2 separate regions of the Arachis hypogaea genome follow, and region 2 is linked to region 1. A link is a contact called in public Hi-C data. All regions are on one chromosome and are shown on one strand. Each heading gives the region's core, a stretch centred on a gene start, on an enhancer-like site or on the middle of the called end of the contact. The rest is flanking DNA. Distances are from core to core; before and after follow the strand shown. Region 1 holds the start of LOC112789963 (exosome complex component RRP41-like). Region 2 holds the start of LOC112789968 (putative beta-glucosidase 41).

Region 1 (4,445 bases), core at 395-2,894:
ACCAAGCAAAAGATTCTGAAGAGACATACATTATCAAATTTCAAATTTCCAAAAACTCAGAAGTCTACATTGGCAGTTAAGTAGTTTACCATAAGCTCAAGTGAGTGCATCTCATATATTTATTTACAAATTGTTTCTGCTCCACTACCAGCACACACCATTCTTTATGATAATGTAATGTTCACTTTAATCATACCATGATCAACACTTCAATTATTCAACATAACACACAATACAATATAATACAATACAATACACCTTACAATTCAGCATGTATCCATTGTAAAGGAATATCATTAAACATTTTCAGTTACACCTAATGAAGAAAAACAAAAGATTATTACCGAAACATGTTCTCAAAGACTAAGGTTTGGATTGAAATAATAATAATAATTAAAAAAATAAACGGAAATGGAAGGTGGCAGGGGTTACAAGCAGGTCTGCACTGGTGGAAGCCGCGGCCATCAGGTCGGACCCAGTCTTCTTGGAAAAGGGAAGTTTTCTTCTTCTGAGTAGTCGGAGACGGCGAGTACGTCGCCGGAGCGCTTCCGGCTTTGCCGGCCATTGTCTCCAAACGGCGGTGACCAGTGCAGTGAAAAGTCAGAACACAAAAACACGCACACAAACTGTGTGTTGTTTTGTTTCTTTTTCCCTTTTGCCTTTTCCGTTTCTTTTTTCACAAAATTGAAAAAAGGTAAAAAAATCAGCCAACAGAGGGAAGAGGAGCGCGACAGAGCAGATGCGGTGGGAGCTTGGTGGCGACGTGAGGGTTCTCTGACGACACCGGCGTCGACGGGACCCTATGGCCGACGTGAGCAGTTCGGTGATGGAGAAGGTGGGGGTGAATGGCTGCTGCTACTGCTAGGGCTACTAGTCTTCTCAGTTCTCTCAGGTGAGAGTGGGTTACTAAAATTCTTTTTTTTTTAATTATAAAACGCCGTCGTTTTTGGAGCACCCATCGGACCGGTTTTAAGAATTATGACAAAAAGCAAAAATGAGTCAAATGACTATTTAAGTATTAAATTCAACTTCGAACCCATAAATATTTTTTAGTTTTTTTTAATGAATAATGTAGCAATATGTATTCATTGTATTCTCATAATATAGTCTTTAGACGAATGATATATATACATATATATATATATATATATATTATTTTTAGTTTAAAAACTAATTGATAAGAGTAAGAAAAGATAAAACAAATTTATCTTTTATACTATAAAAAATTTTAAAAAAATGTATCGTTTAATTTTTAATATACTGTTAATGTAAAATAATTTTACAAATATATTAAATTATGTAATGTTATATAGGTAAAAATAATTAAATTTTATACTGATAGTGTGAATAATCATAAAAAATAAATGTTATTAGATGAATATATAAAATATTTTATACTGATAATGCATTAAAATTAAACTCTATAAAACACAAAAAAATATTTTTTATAGTTCTAATACCTATTGTTACTGTGGGTAACCAGAGATTGTCTGAATGGATAGCGCTGGCTGGCCCGTATGTGTGAAGGAGGAGGTTTCCGTGTGAGTGTGCAACTCGGGAGACTCCGTCCGACTTGTGCTCGTGAGTGAATGGGGGGTGGTACCTGCAAAGACACTCCGATGCCTAAGTTAGCAAGAGTGTGAGCAGGTCTAGAGAGTATTGGGCTTAGAGATACCTGAGGGGTGTCAGTGTATTTATAGTGGTGAGCCAATAACCACCGTTGGAGTAGTGCCGTATCTTTAGGGTGTTAACCGTCCCATTATCTTAGGGAGGTTAAGATATGGCTTTATGGAGCGGTTAGAGAGATTTTAGGGGCGGTTACTCATTTGAATGAGTGTTTATCTGCCAGCTAATCTCATGCCCGACTTCTTTAAAGTAAGTCGTGGTTGATACCGACTTCTTATGTGAAGGCCGGTACTTAGCTAGGCTTAATCCTTTGGACTAGGCCTTTTATTTGGGCCTGGACCTTTGTTATTGGGCCAGGGTATGAACACCTATCAAAATAAGGAGAAAAAAGTTATTTTCATAATCTTTTACCATCTGTTGTCTTTGTTCATGGAATTGTATTTGTATGAACATAAGAATCTTGATATCTTGATAGCACAACAAAACCAAGTTGTAGCATATTCATGGAAATTTACTCCTAGCTAGGTTCTAAATACATACATACAAACTACCTAAGCTAGCTACCATGAGAATACAAATTCTACAACTATACAAGGTCTTGTTTATGATTCTCTCTCAACTTCTTATATATCTTCCTAATAGATCTCACTTGTTCTCTTCACCAAAACAAGTGAAGCAAAAGCACCAAAGAGTATGATAGTAGCAAAAATGACAGAAGTGAAAATATAACAATTCATTCCAATGCATACTAATTCTGCCACCTCCTCATTCAAACTAACACTATGATCAATTTTTTTGAGTTGGTTCTTAGCCTCTGCATCATATAAAGCCCCACCAACCAAAACATTCATCAGATAAGAACATATAGGGCTCCCTAGGTGCCAATAATTCAGCAATGCACCATAGTATTTCAGGCCAAAAATCTCAGATATTGTGACTGAAATCAATGGAATTTGAGCACCAAAGCAGAATCCAATTATGAAACTTGCTATGTATAGTCCAATAGTCCATTGTCATTGTGAAGCACAATTGCCACATGACCAAATACTGAGATGAATAGAGAAATTGTTACCAACCATGGCCTTGGTAACTTGTATAGTCCTAACAATGCCTCAGATGCAAAACCAGAAAAAAATCTCTCAAAGAAGTTCCATACACTTACTAGAGATACAAAATACTGAGTTTTAATCTTTGAGTACCCTAAAGATTCACCAAGCTGTCCAAGGTTGTCAATTGCTGCCAAAGTAGCACCAAGCCCACATGCTGAAACAAAGAATATCAGAAACATGTCAACACTTAAAAGTGCTTGTAAGATTGTGTGGTCTTCTCCTCTTTCAGGCTTATTCAATATGCTTTTTAAACAAGCATACATTGTTGTTGATGATGCTGGCTCTGCCTTATTCTTATTATTGTTGTTATTATTATAGTTCTCTTGATTCTCAATGATGACATTGAGATTCTCACTCTCAGCAAGTTTCCATAAGAATAGATCCTCTCTTATGGCAGCAGAGAGGCAGGACAAGCAAGAACAGAAAGATTAGAAATGCACTCAAATGATATGCAAACTTTGAATGATAACATTTAAACAACTGAGCAATGGTGATACCCAAGATGAAAGTTGTAAAGGCAGTGGCTATGTAAAAGAAATGAAAAAAAGGGTCTTGTGTCATTCAATTGTTTTCAAGATTCTGATCTTTGATTGCAAAAATTACTTGTTGCTGCCATGTCTTGTGATCGTTTTCTCCAAGTTTGTCTCCAATTGGATTGAAGGGTCTTTGTTAAAAGAAATTCGCAGGAATTGATGTAAGAATGTTGGGTTGAGTGTTGGTAGAGAGATTGTTATTGACAATTGAATTGTCAGAATCATCATTGGAGGAAGCCATGGATCTTTAGCTTTAAGCTCTTGATACCATGAAAGCTTTCTAACAGAATTGAAAAGAAAGAAAGAAGGAAAACAGAAAAGTGGAAGAGAAGCAGAATTTGAAAACTGAAAAATGAGAGATTTCTTGTATTACAAATTGACTAAACAGAAAATGAAATTATGCATTACTTCTCTAAGTCTGGCGCACAACCCATATATACATACAGCAAGACTCAGACTTAGCCAATGCTAACTGAAAGTCAACAACCAAAAATATCTAAGTCAACTAACACTATCCTTTACACTTTACAGGGGTGTCCAGTATTCGTTTCACCAACGATATTGGGAAAAATCTCAAGGTGGATATAGGACATGGCAGAGTGTCCAGAAGAGGTGCTCAAGAGATTATTGAAAAAATGTATAACAGATTAGCCAGTTGAAAGGGCCATTTGTTGAACAAAGTCAGGCGGAATTTTTTAATTAAATCAGTTATTTCTTCCATTCCCATCTATCAGACGCAAATTTGTCTTCTTCCCTTTTATGTTCGTGACAAAATTAATTCTATCAGCTATCAATTTTAATGGACAGGAGAAAAGAATGATAAAGGGCTTCCTCTTCTTAAATGGGAAATTAAACCGTGGACTCTCCAAAGAAAGCTGGAGCTGTTGGCATTGGAGATGCTAATTGTGCTAATATTGTTATCGTTAGGAAATTGGTTTGGCAAATTTTAAATCATCTGGAAAAGCTATGGGTCCAGTTACTGGCGAATAAATATTTACACAATTGTACAGGAGCTGATTATTCCCAGAAATGCATCTAATTGCTGGAGTATTAATACTAAGGGTTTTTCCTTGTGACATAGGACCTTTAACTCAATCTCTCTGGCATGACTCTTGGATGCCCCAAAATAGAATCTGTGATGACATCCCTTACATACACATATCTAACATTGATTTTT
Region 2 (4,505 bases), core at 1,538-4,037, 260 kb after region 1:
TTCAAGGACAAAAATATATTTTTATTTTTATTTTTTTTAAGTGTTATGAGAGTTTTCTTATGCCGGGTTAGTTGGTAGGTACATGCATACATGATTCTTCTAAAGTAGAGTAATATCAACGAAAAAGTATAATATATATGACTTAAGATTATGCAATCCGGAATCTTTATATGAATGATAAAAAAATGTAAAGCTGAATCATTATTGGCTAATTCAATAATTAGTTGGAGTGCAGCCTTATCCAATTACACCCAAGCAAAGATAATAATAATAATAATAATAATAATAATAATAATAATAATAATAATAATAATAATAATAATAATAGGCGAAGTACATAAATTATTCATAAAAAACTTAAGGCTGATTTTTTTTAATATAGAAAAAATATTAGTGTTTTTGTTGAAAATTGGATTATTTGATGAAATTATAGGTAGGTGAATTTTGCAGATAGGAAGTCAACACGTGGAGACATGTTGGACACGTGGTAACATCAATACGTGGGGGTGTATTGCACACGTGGCAACATCTTGACTAACACGTGGGACGTGTTAAAACATGTGGATGACGTGTTGAATAACTTCTACAATACTGTAATACACTTCAAATATCAATATTCAACAAAAATATCATCTCTATTTCCATATAAAAAATAATTTCTGAAAATTTAAATGGCTGACAAAATTACTAATATAATAAAACTCTAAACTTTAGAAAAATTACTTAAGAAAGATCATTATAAGATTACTTACTATTTTGGATAATTTTATTAGACAAATCTAGTTTCTTTAAGTTTATTTGACAAATTTTTATTTTTCAGACAAATTATTATTGTTAGTAATATATTTTTTTATTTGTGAATAGTTTTATACTTTCATAAACAATACTATATGAATCTTAGTTAAATATGGATAAACTCTCCGTCTGAGACACTTATGACTTATGTAAAATTGTATTATTTGCACATGCACAGATGCACTTCACCTCATAGTTTTATCATACCATTTATTTTCTCATCTCACATGGGATGCAGGTGCAAAATAACAAAATTCTTGTGTCCAAGATATAAACACTTGAATTTTCGTTTATATAGTATTATCTAATTTTATACAAATGATACGACAATAATTTATACTCGTCTAATAAACACAGATGTAAAAAGAGAATAAATCATAAAATTTTATATTATCTCTTAGTTTATTAGATTCAACTAGAAAACTAACAAGAGAAACGAAAAAGCAAAAAGAAAAACATAAAATTTACTAAATAATGTTTATATTGAAAAAGAAAATTAGTGAGAGTTTTGTTTCTAAATAAAAGCAATGAAGCAAAGGTGTAGTATAAAAAGGGGAAAAGCTCCCTTGAAAGAGTGGGCATTATTCAGAATACAACACGAAATGGTGTCTTGCCCGCAACCTTAACTAACCAGTAACTGACGTTGACGTACACTTGCGCCAGTTTCCTCATGTTCCAAGTTTCCTCTTCTTTTGGAATTTTCTATTGCGCCTCTTTTTTGCACATCCCTTCACTCTCACACACACTTATCCAATTGTTCCTCCAACAAGGACAATGTAGAAAAATATCATGCTTATCGAAAAGTGCCATGGCATGTCAATTCAATTCTCTAGGTGGTTCAATTCTATGTTTTTTGTTTTTTGTTTTTTGTTTTTTGTTTTCCACAAATAAGAGTTGGAGGATAAATTTAAGAGTAAATTGAAAAAAGGTACATACGAGAAGATAAACCGTACTCTAAATATTAGAAAATAATTCAATAGATCCCAAAAATTGATTTTACGAGTCAAATTAAAATTGTCCTTGCCATACATAGCCATAGCGGTTTTGACTTGCCCAAATTTAGAGTGTACGAGACTATTTTAAAATTTAATTATGTCATGTATATTAATCATCAAATTAATTATTAATATAAAATATATATTAAAATTTAAAATATATATTAAAAATAAATTAATGCATATTTATGTACAAATATAAAGTAACTGATTTATTGAGTGATTTTTTATATTTTCATAGCATTTTTATTTAAAATTGTTTGGATATATTTTTATATTCTTTATATTATTTTGTCTATATTTTTTGTCTATTTACTCTAAGTTTAATCTCAATTATTTTATTAAAATTAATATATATTCTTAAATTTTTTTATGATATTTATTACTATGATTTAACATTTTTATAGTTTATTATAAAATATAGTAAAAAAATCAGGTGATATATTGAAATTTATTTGTAAATTGGTCAAATTTTTTAAATTAAAAAAAGTCTAGGGGACCAGCACTTAATCATCAAAAGAAAAATGATTAATTCTATACCATTAGATGTCATCTCACACTATTAAAAATATTGATGATGACTAATTAATGACTAAATATCACAAATTTTACTGACTTTCTAACACTCTTCTAAATTAAAATATCATTCTGTTCTTAATTAAATCATAATATATGGGAAAATGGATCCTTTTCAGTAGAAAAAACACTTGAAAGAATAAAGTGTGATCTTTTACTTTTAATTCTATAAGTGAAACTAAAATTAAATATAAAAAAAGAACAATAAAAAATTAAATTAAATACTAGATACCATCTAATTTTTTTTTTTATTAGAGAAGATCTACTCTTAATATATGGTCATAATAAAGTAATATAACGTCAAGTAAGAATATATTTTATTTTTATAATAGACCTATTTTTTAACTAATTGGTTGGAATTGGCTTCACCTTAATGAATTCTTTAGCGAAACCGGATTTATATATAAGTATCTCATCTGGAAAGTTGAAATAAGAAAAACACAAAAGAAATTCGGAATTCGTTATCCGTGTTCTCCCAACACGTGCTAGTTCCTAAAGAAAACACACCTTCTATTTGGCTATTTCATGCTCAGCCATATGTATATATAGCACTAATTTAATTTTTACAGCAGATAGCGCTCTTTTTTTTTTTCGCTGTATTTGAAACAAAGCAATATGTATATAGCTTCATTCAAACAACAAAGACCCGTAACCAATTACAGAAAGAAAGAAACATTTGAACTTCTCACCGCATAATAATAATAAAGCCACATGAAGATTATTATTATTATGATTGGTATGTTTGTGTGCCTGATAGCACAGCTCTCTGTGAAGGTAGAATCAATAAGCAGAACAGATTTTCCAGATGGGTTTATTTTTGGAACTGCTTCTTCAGCTTTCCAGGTATGTATGTGTTTCATTCCACTATTATGTAATTTGTGAACCGTACTGCTCTTTTTTAGTGTCAATGTATAAAACAAAAGCTAAGAATTAAGGTGTTATAGTTTGAAGGAGCTGTAGATGAAGGAAACAAAGGAGATAGCATATGGGATACCTTCTCAAGAATTCCAGGTATACAGAATATATATACATGTATTTTGATCATAATAATGTCATACATACATTAATTATATGCTTATATATATGATTTCTGGGTTTCAAAGTTCTGATTATTATTATTATTATTATTATTATTATTATTATAGGAAGAATATTGGACTTCAGTAATGCAGACACGGCTGTGGATCAATATCACCGATTTCAGGTGAAACTTTGGAACATACATTTAGTTTAATTAATTTGTTGACTTCAGCTTTCACTTTATTCAGATTAATTACTTGCTCCTTCAATTAAATTGCATGTGGGAAATTATGCAAATATTCTGAAAGAAATTCTCGGGTTAGAATCATTATTAGAATGTGGTATGATAAACAATTCAGAGTGAGACCACCACCATACTAATAATATATATTACTTTTTTTTCTTAACGATTATAACGTTTCACCAAATTCGGGCTAGATGGAAAATCGAATGTGTATAGGTGACACATGCCATAATATTCTAACATACGTGTAGAGAGTTACAAAGGAGAGCCTTTCACACCTTTCACTATCATCATTCCCAATTTGGTGATATTCTTTATAATTTTCCTCTGTTATTTTCTCTTTCTCCAAGTAATATTGGCCTTCTTGAATGAAATATTGGTATTATATTTTATAAAATGTAATATTAGTTGAATATCAAGAGAAATACATATGATTATACAATATTGAAACTTGATTATAGACTTTTAAATTATAAAAATTCAACTAAAAATTAAGTATAAGGAAGTGTAGAATAACTATCCTCATTATTAAATTGTTATGCACAAGTTACGTTATTGTTTTAATATTTGATACCAATCTTCTACTATAAACCATAATGATGATGTGAGTTCAATTTTGGCATGTAGTTATTTTAAAGATATTTCATATAGTTTACTTATAATATCAACTGAAGCACTTGTAAAATTCTATATTATACAGGATGATATTGACTTGATGAAGGATTTGGGAATGGACTCTTACAGATTTTCCATATCTTGGTCAAGAATTTTCCCAAGTAAGCAGAAGTATTATAATTTTTTAAAAAATATTTTTTAAATAAATTGAGCCTACCTTATTTAGTAACACAAGGCTTTGTTATTGTTGTTTTAAATAA

Evidence for each region. Hi-C and Micro-C count contacts between places; a contact is called where the count stands out from the background.
Region 2: a contact with region 1 is called in a Hi-C map of leaf, with 3 times the contacts expected there. The contact joins the promoter of LOC112789968 here to the promoter of LOC112789963 in region 1. A contact is called at or near these places in 2 of 8 Hi-C or Micro-C datasets (both in leaf).

What each region holds. Positions count from the first base shown.
Region 1 is chr3:25,782,743-25,787,187 of arahy.Tifrunner.gnm2.J5K5, forward strand. It overlaps LOC112789963 (exosome complex component RRP41-like), which reads right to left and starts at 1,645. Exons shown (of 9, transcript XM_072232647.1): 1 at 1,461-1,645; 2 at 433-914. The coding sequence starts at 565.
Region 2 is chr3:26,038,853-26,043,357 of arahy.Tifrunner.gnm2.J5K5, forward strand. LOC112789968 (putative beta-glucosidase 41) reads left to right here and starts at 2,788. Exons shown (of 13, transcript XM_025832167.3): 1 at 2,788-3,209; 2 at 3,311-3,377; 3 at 3,512-3,570; 4 at 4,331-4,406. The coding sequence starts at 3,078.